Linked DNA regions of Zea mays: region 1 is linked to region 2. A link is a contact called in public Hi-C data. All regions are on one chromosome and are shown on one strand. The core of a region is the stretch at or near the end of the contact, and the rest is flanking DNA. Distances in the headings are between cores, read along the strand shown.

What was found. Hi-C and Micro-C count contacts between places; a contact is called where the count stands out from the background.
Region 1: a contact with region 2 is called in a Hi-C map of leaf, with 5 times the contacts expected there. The contact joins the promoter of LOC103648344 here to the promoter of LOC103645806 in region 2. A contact is called at or near these places in 2 of 25 Hi-C or Micro-C datasets (both in leaf).

Annotation. Positions count from the first base shown.
Region 1 is chr2:4,055,104-4,058,809 of Zm-B73-REFERENCE-NAM-5.0, reverse strand. It overlaps LOC103648344 (protein trichome birefringence-like 8), which reads right to left and starts at 1,407. Exons shown (of 4, transcript XM_008672831.1): 1 at 1,067-1,407; 2 at 548-952; 3 at 301-459; 4 at 1-125. The coding sequence starts at 1,407.
Region 2 is chr2:3,919,501-3,923,171 of Zm-B73-REFERENCE-NAM-5.0, reverse strand. It overlaps LOC103645806 (dentin sialophosphoprotein), which reads right to left and starts at 1,448. Exons shown (of 14, transcript XM_008670527.2): 1 at 999-1,448; 2 at 511-553. The coding sequence starts at 1,349.

The DNA of each region.
Region 1 (3,706 bases), core at 158-2,657, 140 kb before region 2:
TATCCTCCGTCATCTTCGCAATCATCGCGTTCATCCATGAGTACTCTTCCTCGGAGCGGCCATTGTTTGTGGTCGGTGGCTCTCGCTGGCCGGCGCACGAACCGCCAGTGTTCCAGGTGCCGTTGCTGCCATTTTCAGGTGCAGAAAAATCATGGTTAAATTTTCTCGAACTGTCGCAATGGAGATTTCCTCGAACAGTCGCAATTGCTGGATCATATATTTTAATTGTCATATCATATATAAACCACAGTTCTCTTCTCTTTATTATCACAATGCAATTAACACCACTCCCTTACTTACCTGTAATGCGAGGGAGAAAAACTCCTGAAGAAGAAATAGCTTTCCGAAAGCTGAGCACTACTCAATTCCCAATCTTTCACCGTCTGCAGGGACCGTTGAAAAGCTTCCTTGATGTCCATGGTTTTGTTCAAGCGGTCGCCGACCATGAAATAGTTTCCTCTGCTCACGAGCCACACCACACGCACAGCTTCAACTCAATGCCTTACTACCCAGAGATTACAAAATAGCCATGGCATTGCATACGTACGCCTTGACGGTTTTGTGCTGGTTCCACCAGTGGCCGGAGTTGAGCACGAGCACGTCGGCGGCGGCCCACCGGTCGGCGTGCCGTGGCAGCGCGTCAAGGCGGACGCCCCCCCTCACGCTGCCTGCCGTCGCGTTGTTTGCCGCCGGGAAGCGGTGGACCATCACGATCATGGGCGCGCGGTAGTACTCGACGGAGAGGTTGTAGTCGGCGAAAACCATGGCGAGGTAGCCCTTGTGCCGGCTGATCGGCTTCCCGGACCGCTCGTACACCCTGGACGACGACGCGGCCGGCACGGCGGCGGCGAGCATGCACACCATGGACTCCCACTGGTTGCGCCCGATCGAGTCCCCGGCAAAGACGATCCTGCCGTCCCGGCTCCGCTCCAGCATGTCCGTCGCGTTGAATCTGACAAAAATAACTTAATGAAACCATTGACGTCGTCGTCGTCGAACCGGAAGGAAGAAGAAGAAGAAGATGTCGTGACACTGACATGGCGCGCGGGCCGGCGGCGCTACCTACTTAGGGAGGTCGCAGCGACGAGGTCGCCAGCGCCAGTGTCGGAAGGACGAGTCCGTGCGGCCGTTCCGCGTGCACCGGAATCCCGGGTCGAGGAACGGGCAGTCCTCCGTGTACGTCGTCACGTCGGCAGCATCGTCCCTCACCCATCGTCCGTCCGAGTAGTCGCACGGCGGGTGGGCGTCGGCGCTGTCGTCGCGCTCTCTTCTGTTGAGCGGAGGCAGCCACGACGGCTGGAAGAACGACGTCGACCTTGGCCACCGGGGCGGGGGTAGGACGACGGTACATAGCGCGACGACGAAGAACAGGAAGACGGAGGAGACGAGCACGTGCCTCGCATGCATGGGTTCAGACGCGAGCGTCACCGTTGGCTAACATTGGCTGCTGGTTATTCGGAGTGAGGCGAGGACGAGGAGCGACAGCAGTAGCAAGTGGGCCAGCCAGTGGTGGTAAATAGTGCCAAGAGTACGATTGTTGGAGCGATTTGTGGGTCGAGATAGACTACTGCATCAAAGACAAACCATCACTACCTAAAATTATCACGATCGGCGCCATCAGTTTGAGCCGTTTGGCATAGATCCCGTCCTTCGCTATCTCGGCGCCACATGGAGCCAGTGCAAGCTGCGACAGGCCGTAGCGCGAGAGGGGGCGGGTCCCTGCGGGTTTCAGACAAGGCGAGGCAGGAGCGAGGATACATTTTCTCCCACGGGGCTATCTGGCTATAAGTTTAGGTCTCGAACAGTATTAGGTTTGAGATGAGTTGTGAACTCCATCTGCGGGTTCTTCGATGTGGACCAAAATTGATAAATTATGCAGAAGCGTTCGAGCCCAACCCACATGGCCCTTCTCACACTTCTTCCATCCTCCTCATACACGGCCCAAGCCCACATCCGACCTCACGCCACTACACCACACTCTAGCCTCATCCTCCACCTCGTGTCGCCACTACCACCCACTGACGCCCCTCCAACGTAGATTGCCGCCCCCAACCTCCTCACGATAGCAGTGACCTATCTGATGCTTCACCTCCTTTGTGTCACTCCTCCACGTGGTCGTGCCATCCCTCCTCGTCGGCGGTCGTGCCTCCTAGCACCACCCCTTCGCACACCTCTGTGCCGACATCCAGCCTGCCTCCACTACAGGAAAACAGTTAATTCCCGTCGGCCAGGAACCGACGGGAATAAGCACTAAACCGACGGGAATAAGTAATTCCCGTCGGTTTAGCCCTTATTCCCGTCGGTTGTCAGCCGCCAGGCGTCCCTTGTCGGGGATACGGTTATTCTCGTCGGCCGCCGACGGGAATACGTAATCCCCGTCGTCCAATATCGAGCCGACGGGAATAAGGCCTTATCCCCGTCGGCTGACCGGGCCGACGAGAATTACTAATTAATGCTCGTCGGCTGACCTGGCCGACGGGCATTAATTAGTAATTCCCGTCGGCCAGGTCAGCCGACGGGAATTATCTGGGCCGACGTGAGTTAATAGTCAATTCCCGTCGGCTATGGTCAAACCGACGGGAATTAACTGGGCCGACAGGAGTTAACCTATATTTCTGCAACAGCAACACCAAATTAGATATTTCTCACACATAACATACACAAAACATATATATCACAAACATATGACAAAACGTATCACATAAACATATAAATCACAAACGCATTGACATCACACATCACAAACACATCATTGACATCACACATCACAAACACATTGATATAATTCACACATCGCAAACATTTCAGATACGAGAGTGTTTACACAAACATAACGTCCAGGAGTTAAAAACATAACGAGCACGAGTTTAAGTGTTTAGAGATAACCACCACTTGGGTGGTTAGAGCTATGACCGCTGCCGCCTTCACCACCAGGAGGAGGGAACGCGAAGAGTGAGTCAACAAATCCAGTCCCTGCTGCTGGATCAGACCCACTGCCACCCGCTTCAGGCGTAACCTATGCAAGTTAGCAAATATCAACACGTTAAATGCAAATATCAAAAAGTATACAAGTGTATAAATTAATGGAGAGTTATCAAACGTAACCTATCTCCAGGTGCAGGTATATGTGTCGGAGGGGTGGTGAACTGTGGTGGTGGAACTGGTGTGACACCCACCCTTCTTGAAACCTTCATACATCCAATCACGTCTATCACCCATATTGCGGCTGTGTGTACGAGTAAGAATTGTGTGTGTGAGACATTCATGTTTATAAACGTCACACATACATCTATAGATAAATAGTTACACTATATATATACATAACTATATATATACATAACATAAACATCACACATACATCTATATATATACATAACATAACTATATATATACATAACACATAAACGTCACACATACATATATATATATACATAACATATCATCCAATTCATTAACTAATAACATTAAACAACACATTTTATATTTGCAACATAAAATTAAAAATATGAAGACTAATAACACTGTTAATTAACAAATTTAAACAAAACTTAATCACATAACAGTTAACTCCCGTCGGCCATAAAAAACCGACGAAAATAAAACATTACAATATATATAATATACCTTTAATGCTTTGCGCGGACGACGGTGGTGTACGACGTCGGTGGACAACGTCGATGTGGGGAAGCCGCGGCTACCGTGGACG
Region 2 (3,671 bases), core at 199-2,698:
CTCATAATAAGATAAGAAAATAACAGTCACGTCAAGAGTATGCAAAACCAATCACTTAATAGTGATTTATCAACAAATAGTTCTCAAGAGATTTGTATACAGAAAGCGAATTACACGACAGTAAATCTGTTAGGCTAAATATTTTAAAGTAAACATCTCCTGTGTAGTCACTAATACATGACAGATAGCAGTAGCACCACAATCAAGTGGTGCAAAGAAATTTCCAACTAAGATTAAACTTGAATAACAACACCAGTATTAACATGGCCACGATGGATATATATTTGCAGTTTCAGAAATGTGTTATACACCAGTATTGAGATATTGTGTTTTCACAAACAAGGTTGAAATGTGTGTATAATAGAATCTTTAGCAAAAAAAAACTCCCACGTCAATAAGCATTAGGATAGAATGTTTAGTAGAAATTCCACAACATAGCATATCAAACTAAACTCGTCGTGATTTGCAAAATTATATATGAAAGAAACAGAGGTACATATAAGAGTAAACCTTGATATCCATGATTCTGAGCCCATGAGTGATTGGTCCAAGCCTGCAAAATAAGCAACACCCAGCAATGAACTTCATGTTCCGTGAAAGTTTAGAGCAATGAAACAAATGAAGGTCACCTCAATCAAAGATGAAAAGTTGAGATCCAGATCAATAGTACCAGTGAAACCATGAAAAAGGTGAAAAACTGATAGCATTATAGCAAAATCATCCCATCTACCGTTGTGTACAATCATATCAATGTCAAACTGTGCCCAGCCATTAAGGCATACAACAATTGAGTAGAATGGAAGCATAAGCTTACACCCGAACAACCACATGCCCATTGTGCTGGGCACTAGGAGTGGAATCCCCTTACAACTAACCTAACACTCAAAGCCACACCTACTCACAATCCCTAGTACAAAACCAGCTACATATTGCCCCCCAACAAGAACGTCAATGCATCGGCGGAAATTCGAAACCCATACAGGGTAAACCCAACGTACCTGCCCCGGCGGAGGAGGAGGGTAGGTAGGCGGCGGGTGCTGCCCGGCGCCGTGGTGAGGGGGCCAGGGGTTCCCAGGAGGCGGGGGCGGCTGTTGCTGCATCGCCATGGGCGGGGGTGGCGGTTGGTACACGTAGGGCTGCGGCAGCGGCGGATGGTGCTGGTGCTGCATGTCGGGTGGCGGGGCCCACTGGTGGTGGTGCTGCGGAGGGTAGGGGTGTCCGGGGTGGGGAGGATGGTATGGCAGTGGGGGCGCCGGGTACCACTGAGCGCTCGGGTGGGAGGGGTGAGGCGGCGGCGGCGGTGCGTCGCCGGCGCCGGCGAAGCGTCGCTGGTGCTGGTACGCGTCCATGGAGGCGTACTAGCGGAGGCGAAGAGGCTTGGGCTGGGACCTGGTGGAAAAGGGGCGAGGTGGATTTTTCTCCTTTCCCCGTCCTGACTCGGTGAGTCCTGACCTGGGTTTGTTTGCTTTTGATCAGTTGGGCCGGTTTTGTACACGGTTTAGGCTTGCCTGTGCTTAGTAACTACCTTGAGTTGCAACGTGGACGTCGAACGAACCGGCCCGGCCCAGTTGCAAACGTGGACGTCGAACGAACCGGCCGACTTCATGCATTCCAACTCCCAGATCCATAAGAGCAATCCTATTTAACTATGTATATACTCGTGCGTTGCAACGGGTAATACTAATGCAGGCATAAGTCATTGTTTAGTGAAGTAATCAACCGGCAGGGTGACACTTATGTATGTATAGATCATTGTTTAGTGATGTTATCAACCAAACTTCATGTGTCGGTCGACATGCGAGGGAGGTGACATTGGGAGGCAGGCTCGAGGGGCGGGGCGTCGGGTGTGTGGGACCGCGAATTGCGTCGGGAGGCAGATTAGAGGGCGTTAGGTGGATGGAGGCCGCGACATGTGGAACATGGCGCGATTAGAGCGAGAGGCGGGAAGAGGTGGAGGAGGCCGGGTGCGGACAGTTCTGCCAAAGTGGCCTTAGGCGAGTCGTGACTGCGTCTGCTACCCGAGCTTGGCCTCGGATGGGTCATGACTGCGTCTGCTGCCCGGGCTTGGCCTCGGATGAGTCGTGACTACCTGTCCCGCCTGGGCTTGGCCTCAGACGAGTCGTGATTATGTCTCCCGCTCGAGGGTGTCCTCAGGCGAGTCGTGACTGCGTCTCCCGCCGGGCTTGGCCTTGGGCGATTCTTGACAGCCTCTCCAGCCCAAGAGTGGTCTCGAGCGAGTCATGACTGTGTATCCCACCAGAGGATGGCCTTGGGCGAGTTGTGACTACTTGTCTTGCCGGAGGTTGGCCTTGGGCCAGTCGTGACTGTCTATCCCACTCGCAGATGGCCTCGAGCGAGTCATTACTGCCTGTCCCGCCCGCGGATGGCCTCAAGCGAGTTGTGACTATCTGTCCCACCTGAGGATGGCCACAGACGAGTCATGACTACGTCTCACGCCAGGGGTTGCCCTTGGGCGAGTCATGACTGCATGTCCCACCCGAGGGTGGCCTCAGGCGAGTCGTGACTGACTGTCTAGCCAGGGCTTGGCCTCGCTTGAGTCGTGACTGCGTCTCCCGTTGGGGGTTGGCCTCGGGCGAGTCGTGGCTGCCTGTCTCGCCCGAGAATGGCCTCAGGCGAGTCGTGGTTGCCTGTCTCGCTCAGGCTTGGCCTTGGACGAGTCGTGATTGTGTCTCCCGCCTGAGGGTGGCCTCGGGTGAGTCGTGACTGCCTCTCCCCCCGAGGATGGCCTCGAGTGAATCATGACTGCCTCTCCCACCCAGGGTTTCCCTCGAGCGAATCATTATTGCCTTTCCCGCCCGAGGTTGCCTCGGGCGAGTCATTACTGCCAGTACCGCACGGGGTTGTCCTTGGGCGAGTCGTGTCTGCTTGTCCCGCCCGAGGGTGGCCACAGGAGAGTCGTGGCTGCTTGTCCCACCTGGGCATGGCCTCGGGTGACTCGTGGCTATGTCTCCTGCCCAAGAGTGTCCTAGGACAAGTCATGACTGTTTGTCCCGTGTAGGCTTGGCCTCAAGCGAGTCGTCACTACCTCTCCCACCCAAGAGTGGCCTCGGCCAAGTCGTGATTGTGTCTCTCGCCTGAGCTTGGTCTCGGGCGACTCGTGACTACTTGTCCCATCTGGGCATGGCCTTGAGCGAGTCATGATTGCGTCTCACACCCAAAGGTGGCCTCGGGCGAGTCGTGACTACGTCTCCTGCTCGGGCTTGGCCTCGGACGAGTCATGATTGTGTCTCCCGCCCGAGGTTGGCCTCGGCGAGTTGTGACTGCATCTCCCATCCGGGCTTGGCCTTGGGCGATTCTTGACAGCCTCGCCCGCTCGAGAATGGCCTCGAGCGAGTCGTGACTATGTATCCCGCCGGGGGTTGGCCTCGGGCGAGTGGTGACTACCTGAGAGCACCTAGAGGGGGGGTGAATAGGTGATCCTGTAAAACTTAAAACTTAAGCCACAAAACTTGGTTAAGTGTTAGCACAATAATCACCAAGTGGCTAGAGAGAAGATCTTGCACAATACGATAACCACAAAGAGTTCAACACAGAGATGACATAGTGGTTTATCCCGTGGTTCGGCCAAGTACAACACTTGCCTACTCCACGTTGTGGCGTCCCAACGGACGAGAGTTGCACTCAACTCCTCTCAAGTGATCCAATGATCA